Regions from separate parts of the Mus musculus genome. Here region 1 is linked to region 2. Evidence: chromatin contacts called from public Hi-C data. All regions are on one chromosome and are shown on one strand. Each heading gives the region's core, a stretch centred on a gene start, on an enhancer-like site or on the middle of the called end of the contact. The rest is flanking DNA. Distances are from core to core; before and after follow the strand shown.

Region 1 (5,748 bases), core at 3,234-5,733, 88 kb after region 2:
TTCTTAAGACTAACAATTTTTTCTAAATTTCCCTGAAAAGGATTCTTTGCCCCAATTCAGCAGAAAGAAATAATAAGAGACTGTTGTTCCATTCCTTTAAATTGGGGTGGATGGTTTTGGCTATTTGATGGTAATATACACATTGTCATGTTAGGAAATGATTTACAAGTATTTATGGTCTTAGAGAGGAAGGGAAACAGGGAGCTGAGTCAGACTCAGGGGTTTCTACCTTTCTTCTTCTCTATCCTTTCTTAGATAAAAGGTAGGAGGCTGAAAAGAAAAGGGGGATATAGAAATATTATAAGATGTTAGATGAATGGGGTGGGCTATTGAATCTACTCATAAACCAAAACCTGTGATAGCCATCATGCAACTCAATGGTCATATTAGATACTAGTTACGTTACAATAAAATGTTTTCAAGGTTATTCAGATAGTAAATAGCTAAGAATAAGCAATGTTTGACAATTCAGATATATTATAATTGGTTTTCAAAACCTTAAGAGATCAACATAAAATGGCATTTAAAATTATTTTATTACTAAAAGATCTTTTGACTATGAGACAGGTCTGCTCCTGACAGTACCCCCATTTCACTTCAAAGAAGATGAGCATCTTAACCTGATGTGGAATTGCTTCAATGGAGGCAAGCTAACTACTGGGCGAAGAAAATGTCCATGTTTCACCTACAGACAAATCTGTTCAGAAAGGACAAATGGATGCAAGGAAGCAGACTGCCAGGCTCTGCAAAGACAGGGGGAGCAAGTCCTTCACAACTCCTGACAAGAAGTCTGTCAGCTATAGTGAGCCACAGATGACATGGGGGATCTGTCCAGGCAGGCTGCTGTCGGCCATTTCTTTTATCTTTGGAAGCTGCATCCCAGCATTGCCTGCACACTCGGGTAACATTCATTCCTTCTCAGGTCTCTGATGGGGCTGAAGGCTAGATAGTCACAGCCTTACTATATGCATAAATTGTTTAGGATTTAAGATGATGTTCCAGGTCTACAAGATGTTTTTAGGATGGTAGTACAAGTTAAGATAGAAAGTGATTTAGATATAGAACTTGAACTCACCAGACAGGATGGTAGAATACTTTATCTAAGTTGCCAAAAATAAATGGACTGGATATTATGAATGTAACTCTTATCGAATAGTTTTCATAATTCTTCCTAATGCATGCTGTTTATTATTATTTAAAAAGCCTTTTATTCGACAAAAAGGGGAATGTAGGCATCGTGTTTTTGTACACTGTGCAGTTTACCCTGCGTTATTTAAATGAAATGCTGATTTCTCTGCCCTCATGTCTTGTTTCAATCAAGACACAGCATTGCAATACTTATTCCAAGAATTCCTGTCTAAAGTTTGTGTAAACAGCTTTTACCATTGTCAATAAATACTGACCACCCAATGGCTGGACAGAGTAGACAACAGGGTAGGAAGTACATCAACCAGAGGAAGGAGAGGGGATAAAGAGATGCAGATCAGCCCAAGGAGGATGGAGGATTCAAAGCCATAAGGAAGGGGTCTGGAGAGAGATCATGGAAACATACCCGAAGCCCAAAAAGCCACATCAGTAATATTATGCATGTATCATGGGATGGGGTTGGGAGGTAGCCAGATTAGCATAAAAGTAAAAACTGATCATTTGACTGCTCAGCTACTGAAAACTAGTTTTAAATCAATATTGTTACTCTGTGTGGTTATTGGGGACTGGAATAAAGCAAAGAAATACAGCTGCTGGATTAATTTATGGCTATATTTTTATTAAAAAAGTAATTCACTTACATTCTACAGTGATTTCTCCCACTTTCCCTGTTCTGCGAGAAAACAGACTGCTCAGTGTTCACTTGTTCCTGGAGTCTGGAATGTCTGTCTCCTCCACTTAAAACTTCTCCGTTCTTCAAATTTAGCCCCATTGCAATTCTGATCTGCCTTCTCGTTAATGTTCCTGCACTTACACTTAATTCTGTTCTTCATGGACTCTTTCAACAGCTACCACTGTATCTAGCTCCCTACTGTCCTGATTTACAAAATGCTGAACAACACAGGTCTCTTCTTTGTATTCCCAAATATATATATATATATCAATCAAGGACTTGGCACAGATATCAGCCAGTTGTAATGGGCACATCTGCAGTCTCAGTACTGGAAGGGATAAGGCAGGAAGGTCATAGGTTCAAGGCTAAACTGGGCTACACAGTAAAAAACAGTCTCAGCAAAAAAAAAAAAAAAAAAAGAAGAAGAAACATTAATTAACATTATTAACATTAAATAAGTTAATCATGACCTCAAGCTTACTGACTGAGGCTTAATTACATTCTCCAATCACACAGTGCCATACCTAAGTGTGCACTGGAATCTGTGCTCTGAACTTGAACACTGAGGGTGGAGAGCACACACCATCTAACTAACAGCACCGTCACAACGAAGTGTTTCCACAACTCATCTTTTTCCCCCTAGGAATCTTGTTTTTGTAGGAAGCTTTGGATTTTGTGTCAAACTGCTGATTTTTAAAAGGTGAGGGTGTGAGATAAACTGTTGCTACTAAGGAACAGGCCAAGCTACGCCTAGCAAGATTTATAAATGAATGACCTGTTTTCTTGAGGCCTTGGTCTCTATGAAGGGCCACTGCCATCATGAGCACCTTCTTCTATGACATCAGTGTCGGGAAAGAATTGAGCCTGGGGGAACTTAAGTACATAATTTCAGCCCTTTAAAAAATGAACAGTAGTGACTGTGTCGATCAACACTATCAACCACCTAGCTTGATCCAAAACGGAACTATGCAATGTCAATGTCATCAGTTAATATGGCCATATGCTTTGAGAGGGCAGCTCTCTCACCATGTAGCCTGCACTGGAACCAAACTCTCAATCCTCCTGTCCCAGGCTCCTGAGTCTTGGGAATACAGGTGTACACCAGTTCGTGCAGCTAGAGAGGCCTTGGTGGACTCTAACAGATCAAACACAACAGACTGAGGACTTGCGACTCCAAGAGGCCCTGGGTTTGATGCCAAGCACTGTCCCTACGAATTACAAAATGAGAGGAAAAGGAATGGCCTGGTCTCCCTCATCTTCTTGGCTGCTTGACTGTCATTTTGACTTCTTAGAACTTAAGGTTACAGGGATCGAGGACCAACGGTCCTGAAACTTTTGCTTCCAACACACTTATCGAAAATGACATAAACTTAAAGGCATACCCGGAGCTCCACCACCCCCCCCCACCCCCCCCCCCCCCGCAACACACACACTGGTTAGGTGCAGCCTTCCTTTTCTAATCCGAAGCTCTCAACTTCTGTGGGTTGTGAACTCTTAGAAACAAAAACAAAAAGCAAACTGCAGACATGTACTAAGGAATTCAGTCATGAAGTGCAAAGGTGATTTTCACTTGCACACAACGTCCCTCTGATCCACGTGTAGGTTCTCGCTCTAGAGTGATTGCTAGAAGCCCCTAGGGTTAATATTAAACAGGTGTATTTCGATCTTTAGTGAAAAATCACATTAAAGAGGCTTAGACTAACCGATTTTAGTGGCATAAGCTAGTGTAGGGAAACCCCAGGCTTTCTAGGAAGATTCTCAATACAGCATTACCATCTTTCGGCAGTTTCTCCAGTATTTCTGGAGCTACAGCTTAACTTCATTCCCGTGACAGGCGGGCGCAAGCGCCTTCACATAAACAGACGAGGCTGAAGAACAATGCTTGTGTTTTTCCAGCGCCTCTGCCTCTCGCTAGAACTCTCCACCGACATCCCTTGAGAAATGTCGCCAGTGGAGGGAGCGGGGCAGACAATGGGATAAACTTTTGCCCCGACTGCTCCGCGTTTACAGACACCCCGAGGCTGGCACCCTACCGCTGCCACCGCCGCCGCCGCGCATAGCTGCTGGAAGCCCCGACAGCAGGGGCTTGTGCGAGAGCCTGCGCATCTACCTCGGGCTGCTGGGAGGGAGGGAGGGAAGGCGAGCGGCGAGCAGCCCCTCTCTCCTCCTTCGGGAACCGAAGCCAAATCTCACGCACGAGCAGTTCCGGGTGCTCCAAAACTTGTTCGCGAAGTACCCGGAGAAAGAGCGCGGCGGGCTGGGCGAGCCCCAGCCGCTGCCGAGACGCGGTGTCCAAGCCTGCAAGCGACACCGGCGTCGGGTGGGCGCCCCGGGGAGCCCCGAACGGGCGGCCGCACCTGCTGTCACTCCCGCGGCCGGCCGCGGCGGACCAGGCCTGCGGCCCGCACTCCCCCGCAGCCTCCGCGGCCCTCCCGCCGCCCGGCCCCGCTCGGCTCAGCCCCGCTCGGCTCCGCTCCGCTCCGCTCCCCGCCTCAGGCCGCACTCGGCCGCGTCCCCTCAGCCACGAGCTGCGAGGCTCCGTAGACTCACCGGGCCTCCCTCGCCGCGGTGCGGCCGCTCCCGTCTCCCCGCCGCTCCCGCGCTACCCCCGGGCGTTGGGCGCGGGCCGCGGGGCGTCCGCAGTAACGGGCCCGCGGAGGGCGGCGGCGCGCGGAGGGCGGGGCGGGGCGGGGCGGGGCGGACCCGCAAGCCTGGCGCCCGCCGTGGCCGGCCGGCGCGCGGGACTTCTTTGCCGAGGGTCGCAGCGCGGCGGACGCTGACGCCGAGGAGAGGTCCGCGGGGGACGGACTGCGGAGGACCAGAACCACCTGCTGGAGGAGCCGCGCTACGGGGGCCGCGCAGGGTCCAAACGGCTCGCGTAGGCGGCGGCTCCGCGGTCCTCGGGGTCGCGGAGCCGGGAAGGTGGGAGGCCTTCCGGGAGGAGGCTTAGGCCGCCGCGGGCGGCGCGCGGCGGGATCGCCAGGCTGTGGGGAGGCCCGGGGGCGGAGGCGGACCTCCAGTCGGCGAGGGAGGGCGGTGCTGCACGAGATGCAAACAGCCGGACGGCCTTGGGTTCCCGCGGGAGCACCTCCGGGGCCGCTTTAGTTTTGCAAAGTTAAGCGGCTTACCGGCAAACCCGTCCGCTACCGCCCAGCCGTGCGGGCTGCCCGGCGATGTCCCGCGCGAGTCACCGCCGCGGGTGTAGACGTGGGGGACACAGTGGGGAGCGAAGCAAAGAATCGCAGAAGACGCCAGATCACCCTAGGGCCCGGTGGAAAAAGAGAATGTTACTCGGGATCCGAGGACTGCGAGCATCTTTGGGGCAGCGCGAGGGAGGAGGCTTTTGGATTTGGCCTGGGAAGAGGTGGGGTTTTGCGGGGAGACCTCGGGGCCTTGGATGGAGGCCATTGGACGCTGCGTTCCACAATGAGATTGGAGGTGTTGACAAGTGGCAGAGACGACTGAAAAATGAGGGAGGGGGGCGGCGGTGGTGAGGGATGGCTGAGTTCCAAGAGTAAGGATTGATGTTTAAGGCAATATTTGATGTTTTAGGATTTAGAAGTTTGAAGGAAGAAATGAAGGCTTTTTTTGCTTTGTAACTCCTGCAGATGTTAGAGATTGAAAACTGGCAGTCCTGTGTAGACCAGGCAGACGGTAATAACAGATGAGCTATGGGGGGGCGGGGGGGGCGGTGAGGACACACGGCTATGAGCCCCCAACACTTGGCAAGCTGATCAGAAAGTGAGTCCAAGGCCGGTGGCTACACAGAAAGATTGATCCGGGGGTCGGGGCCAAGAGGATGGGGCAAGACAAGATAAAGGAAGGCAGGAAGAATTTTAAATGATTGAGAAGTGATGTGGAGGTGCATTCTACAGGATTTGAACATCTGATTGGGAAGGGAGAAATGAGGTCTTGAGACCCGGTTGCTT
Region 2 (5,127 bases), core at 872-3,371:
TTCCAGAGGACTCAGGTTCAAGTCCCAGGACCCACATGACAACTCACAACCACCTATTAACGCCAGTGCTAGATGCAAATCCCTTTTCAGGCCTCCTCAGGCACTGCAATGCACACAGTTCAGACACACATGGCAGGCAAATACCCACACGGATATTGAAGAGGCATATGTGGAGAACAGATGTTTTTCTTAGAATTAAGAACAGTGGGGCCGGGCGTGGTGGCGCACGCCTTTAATCCCAGCACTCGGGAGGCAGAGGCAGGCGGATTTCTGAGTTCGAGGCCAGCCTGGTCTACAAAGTGAGCTCCAGGACAGCCAGGGCTATACAGAGAAACCCTGTCTCGAAAAAACCAAACAAACAAACAAACAAACAAACAAAAAAAAACAAACAAAAAACAGTGGGCATAGCACCAATAATAAAACTAAAAAACAATCTAAACACTTGATTCTGACTAGTTACTTCTTGATTTCTTTTTTTTTTTTTTAATTTATTTTATTTACATGAGTACACTGTACCCATCATGTGGTTGCTGGAAATTGAACTCAGGACCTCTGCTTACTCCAGCCCCACTCACTCTGGCCCAAAGATTTATTTATTATCATATCTTAAGTACACTGTAGCTGTTTTCAGACACACACAAGAAGAGGGCGTCAGATGGTTGCTGAGATTTGAACTAAGAACCTTTGGAAGATCAATCAGTATTCTTAACCGCCGAGCCATCTCTCCAGCTCTACTTCTTGATTCTTAAATGTTAAAAGATGTTGCTGACAGAGTCCTGTTCTAGATTGTAAGGGAATCACAAAGTTTGAACGGACAAACAAATGTAACTTCTGGGCTGGAGACTGCTCAGGGTTAAGAGTACTTGCTATTGCTCCTGCAGATATCCCAGATTCCATCCCTAACACTCCCATGGAGGCTCACAACCATCCCAGGGCATCCACACACACAGGTACACACAGTATACATATATGTGTACACATAAAGTAAAATCTTAAAAACAAAAACCATCTCAGTTTTTCACAGAACCACTCTATTTTGAGTCAAGGTCTCTGTGCAGTCTTGGCTGTCATGGAACCCACGATGTAAGACAGACTGACTTCAAACTCTAGAGTTCTCCTGAGGGCTGGATTAAGGGTATGTGGCACCACCAGCTGGCAAGACTATTTTCAAGGAAGGCTGCTGAGGATCTAGTGTTGACCCAGTTGGAGCTGCAGTGCGTCTTGACTCCTGTGCAAAACCCTAAAACAGTACTGTACTGTTTACACGAGATCTGCCAATCCGGCTTTAAGATCCCTCCGTTTCCAGAGCCAATGTGTGCAGGCCCAAGTATTATGGCGTGCATGCTTGCACTGGAAAAATAAGTCTTTTTGCTATTTAACTTCTTTTGATGGACATTCTCAACATTAGGTGTTAAAAGCATCAAGATGGTACATTAAAGACCCAACTTAAAAGTTGCAAAGTTGTCACTGTAGATAACACACTATTACAAAAACAAAGCCAACAGCCTCCTAGTGAGGCCATCTGATTAAAGCTGTTGCCCTGAGCCATTAAAGTGAGAACACTTCATCTTCCTCCAAAGGTAAGAAGCAAGTAAGAGCACAGAGCAGTTTCTTCATTTAAAGATGATGTGACTCCAATGTTTACAGACCCGTCTTGTCTTCAGAAACCTCATGACACTGTCTGGAACTAGATTCTGCATCCAGGATATCATTTCATATCATTATACTCCTCTGCCAAAATACAAGAATCCTTTCTTTACTACAGGTTTTCCCTTCGTAATAAAGGACTTTTCCTTCATGATTCAATTCCTCCTTATTTATATGCCAAGTGCTGGCAGTTGGTAGGGTATGTAGGCACCCCTAGAAGCCCACATACATGAGCGAGAGAGGTGCTTGGTCCCTGGCACACAGCCCTTTGAAAAGTGTTGGGACCATCAAACAGATGGAGCTTCACAAAAGGAGAATTAAGTCGTCACCAGGCCCCAGGAGAAAGCACAGGCACCGAACTATCAGTCCTCTCAATAGCTAAGAAAAGGTGTCTGCGGGGGCTGGAGACACAGCTCAACAGTCAGAGCGCTTCTGTGCTTTCAGGAACAGTTTGGTTCTCAGCACCTAAGTCGGGCAGCCTGCAGCTCCAGACGATCTAACGGGCTCTGTGGCCACATGGCCACACAGCACACATCTGTGAATACTCATGGATAGAGAGATAAATTTTAAAGGTATTTTTAAAAGGTAGCTATAGTGACTAGTCTAATAAAAGTAACCTCCATACCCAGTCTGCTATAAGAAATTAGCAGGCTTTTAAGTCACCTTAGAACCAGCTTGGGCCTTACCTCCTGTGTCTCTAGATATGCAGTAATTGTAGAAGAGAATTCTAGAAACACCCCATGAGAAGATGGTGAGATAGGTAGCAAGGCTCTTTTGAGGTTCATTAAGGTGAAGTTGTCCCTTTTATGTGTAAAACATGTCTGTTCTTCTTTCATTTCCCACCTCACCGAAGTCTCTCTGTTTAGTCCTGGCTGTCCTGAAACTCTGTAGATCAGGCCACCCTTGCTCTACCCCTTGACTCTCAAATGCTGGCCTTCACCAAACCTGGCCTTCTTTAACTCTTTGAAATCTACTGTCACATGATATTTGGTTAAAGGAATAGAATCTGAGTTGTACTTCCAGCCCTGGGAGGAAACAGGATATCAATCACCATGTAGCAGTAACCTTCTAGATGTAGAATTATTACATATTTATATATAACAAGTATGCATTATATATAATAAATATATTATCTTAAGAGTTAATTCAAGTGAGGGGCTGGAGAGATAGCTCAGTGGTTAAGAGCATTGTCTGCTTTTTCAGAGGTCCTTAGTTCCACTCCTGGCACATGGTGGTTCACCACCATCTACTTGTGATCTGATGCCCTCTTCTGTCATGGAGGTATACATGCAGATAGAGCCCTCATATATCTAAATAAATAAAAATAATTTAAAAAAAAGTTAATCAAGTGATTCTGCCAGTAACATGAACAACAGAATACCCACCACCAGCAAAGACTTATATCCTAGAGGCTTTAGAAATAACACCATCTCCACAAACATATAGTTCAACAAAAATGGTCCCTTAGCCACTGTTTACAGTCATCTCTTAAGGATGTTTCATCTTCTATACCACTGTCTGAATTCATTCTATGGAAACCAAGGACAGGAAGTCAGGGGGGCAGGGGTAACGTTCCCAGTAATAACACAAACCCCAGGGGCTTCACATACACAGACCTTGAAGCCCACTGAGACTTACTAGAGAGAGAGAGAGAGAGAGAGAGAGAGAGAATGGTATACTACATGCTACCAGGCTCTGTATGAACCAGTGAGACATGTGTTAAAAAGAAATGCTAGATTTTATGCTAAAGAATGATAAAAGGGGGAAGCATCAGAAACTCCCAGAGGTGAAAGTGTCCTTGTCAGCCAGAGGAAGGCAGCAGAGGTCACAGCCAGGGGCTGGAGAAGCCCTGGAGGCTTTGAGCTGACGTGAGCTGATTAATGGGCATCTTGGTGCTCAGGTCAATAATGCTCCAAGAAATGTACACAGGAGGAGACTTGCGCATGAGGTTTCAGGAGAACACGGACACAAGGGAAACCAGGCTGCAGGCCTTTCCTTCATGGCAAAGGATCTGGCTGCACTCTGCCTTGTCCTGGAGAATTGAGTGAATTGATATCTTGAGATTCAGCCTTGGCCAGAAAATAGTGAAGTTCACAGTTACAAAGAAGCAATTGCCATTGTTAAAGAAATCAGATTAGGGCTTTGTAATGTGGGGCCCTGAGGGAAGACCCCACACATCTAAAGGTCACCATAGCAAAATCCAAATGTATTTAAAAACAGAAGGCTAACTACATCACAGACCCTCACATGAAGCTCACTGTAGCCATGTCCAAGAAAACCAGGCTACATATCATGTCAGCAGAATTTGGCATTTTCCTCCTCATGGTACCGGTTTGAAGGCATGAAACTGGATCAAGGTTTGAGAGGGGGCGGGGGGAGAGAAGAGAAAAGAGGAGAGGAAAGGAGAGGAGAAAAGAGGAGGGGAGGGAGCCAAGGCTAGCCCCTGAGAGGAGGCTTTGAGAGAGCACCTTGAGGGGTCAAGGTGAAGCCAAATTGGTGAGGAGACCTCAGATACCAGGCTGCCCACCAGGGGGCGCTGTGAAGACAGGAACTGATCTGAGAGAGTTATGTATGTATGTATGCTGCAGGTGGCAGAGCTCACAGAAGCAAAGAAGCCAAGTGATTATGTCACAATCCACCCCTCAAAGGCAAACATGAGCCTGCAGAATTTGGTGTCTGCAACCTGAACAAAAATTAATTCAAAATGATCGAGACCTTTATGTTTAACCCGATACCTTTAAGTTGCTAAGAAAACCACTTTAAGACATAGGCACGCACAGGCATGGATTTCTTAGCAGGATTTCAGCAGCACAGGGAATAATCACAAGCGCTGGCAAGGAAACAACATGAGATTTAAGACAATTCTGCTCAGCAAAGGAAACACCACAGACAGTGTGTGTGTGAAAAGAAATGCAAAATTAAACAACAAACCTCAAATCATCCACTCGGTCTGTCCAATAATAAACTGGGTAGACAATCCTCAAATGACATACAAGTACTTGAAAATGTTCAGCATTGGGCTGGAGAGATGGCTCAGCGGTTAAGAGCACTGACTACTCTTCCAGAGGTCCTGAATTCAAATTCCAGCAACCACATGGTGGCTCACAACCATCTGCAATGGGATGTGACACCCTCTTCTGGTATGGCTGAAGACAACTACAGTGTACTTAGATATAATAATAAATAAATCTTTGGGCCAGAGTAAGTGGAGCCAGAACAAGCAGAGGTCCTGAGTTCAATTTCCAGCAGCCACATGACGGCTCACAACCATCTGTACAGCTACAGTGCACTCATATACATAAAATAAATAAATAAACCTTTAAGAAAAAAAAGGTCAGCATCCTTTGGTATCAGAGAAATGCAAACTAAGACTGCTTTGAGATTACAGCTTGCTGCAGCTAGAATGCTTGAGAAAAACACTGGCGAGGACATATGCAAGAACTGTACTTAGTCACTGCACGAGGGAGCATAGACTTGTGT

What was found. Hi-C and Micro-C count contacts between places; a contact is called where the count stands out from the background.
Region 1: a contact with region 2 is called in a Hi-C map of cerebral cortex, with 4 times the contacts expected there. The contact joins the promoter of Gkap1 here to the enhancer-like site in region 2. A contact is called at or near these places in 14 of 39 promoter capture datasets (the 3T3-L1 cell line, the C10 cell line, the HPC-7 cell line and 7 more), 1 of 15 datasets of contacts at CTCF or cohesin (large pre-B cells), 11 of 484 Hi-C or Micro-C datasets (the AtT-20 cell line, B cells, brown adipocytes and 7 more), 6 of 115 datasets of contacts at active chromatin or transcription factors (cardiomyocytes, embryonic stem cells, forebrain and 3 more) and 4 of 9 other capture datasets (adipose tissue, embryonic stem cells, liver and 1 more).

What each region holds. Positions count from the first base shown.
Region 1 is chr13:58,269,705-58,275,452 of GRCm38.p6, forward strand. Gkap1 (G kinase anchoring protein 1) reads right to left here and starts at 4,484. Exons shown (of 12, transcript NM_019832.4): 1 at 4,370-4,484. Gm26555 (a long non-coding RNA gene) reads left to right here and starts at 5,147. Exons shown (of 8, transcript XR_873524.3): 1 at 5,147-5,748.
Region 2 is chr13:58,184,425-58,189,551 of GRCm38.p6, forward strand. The region is part of intron 6 of Ubqln1 (ubiquilin 1); the gene reads right to left. Among named protein-coding and RNA genes, the nearest start is that of Ubqln1, 29 kb to the right of the region's middle. Within about 2 kb of position 2,122, at least 6 of the 459 cell types and tissues checked have an H3K27ac peak or open chromatin away from gene starts, as enhancers often do. A contact at or near this core is called in cerebral cortex, where this site is marked.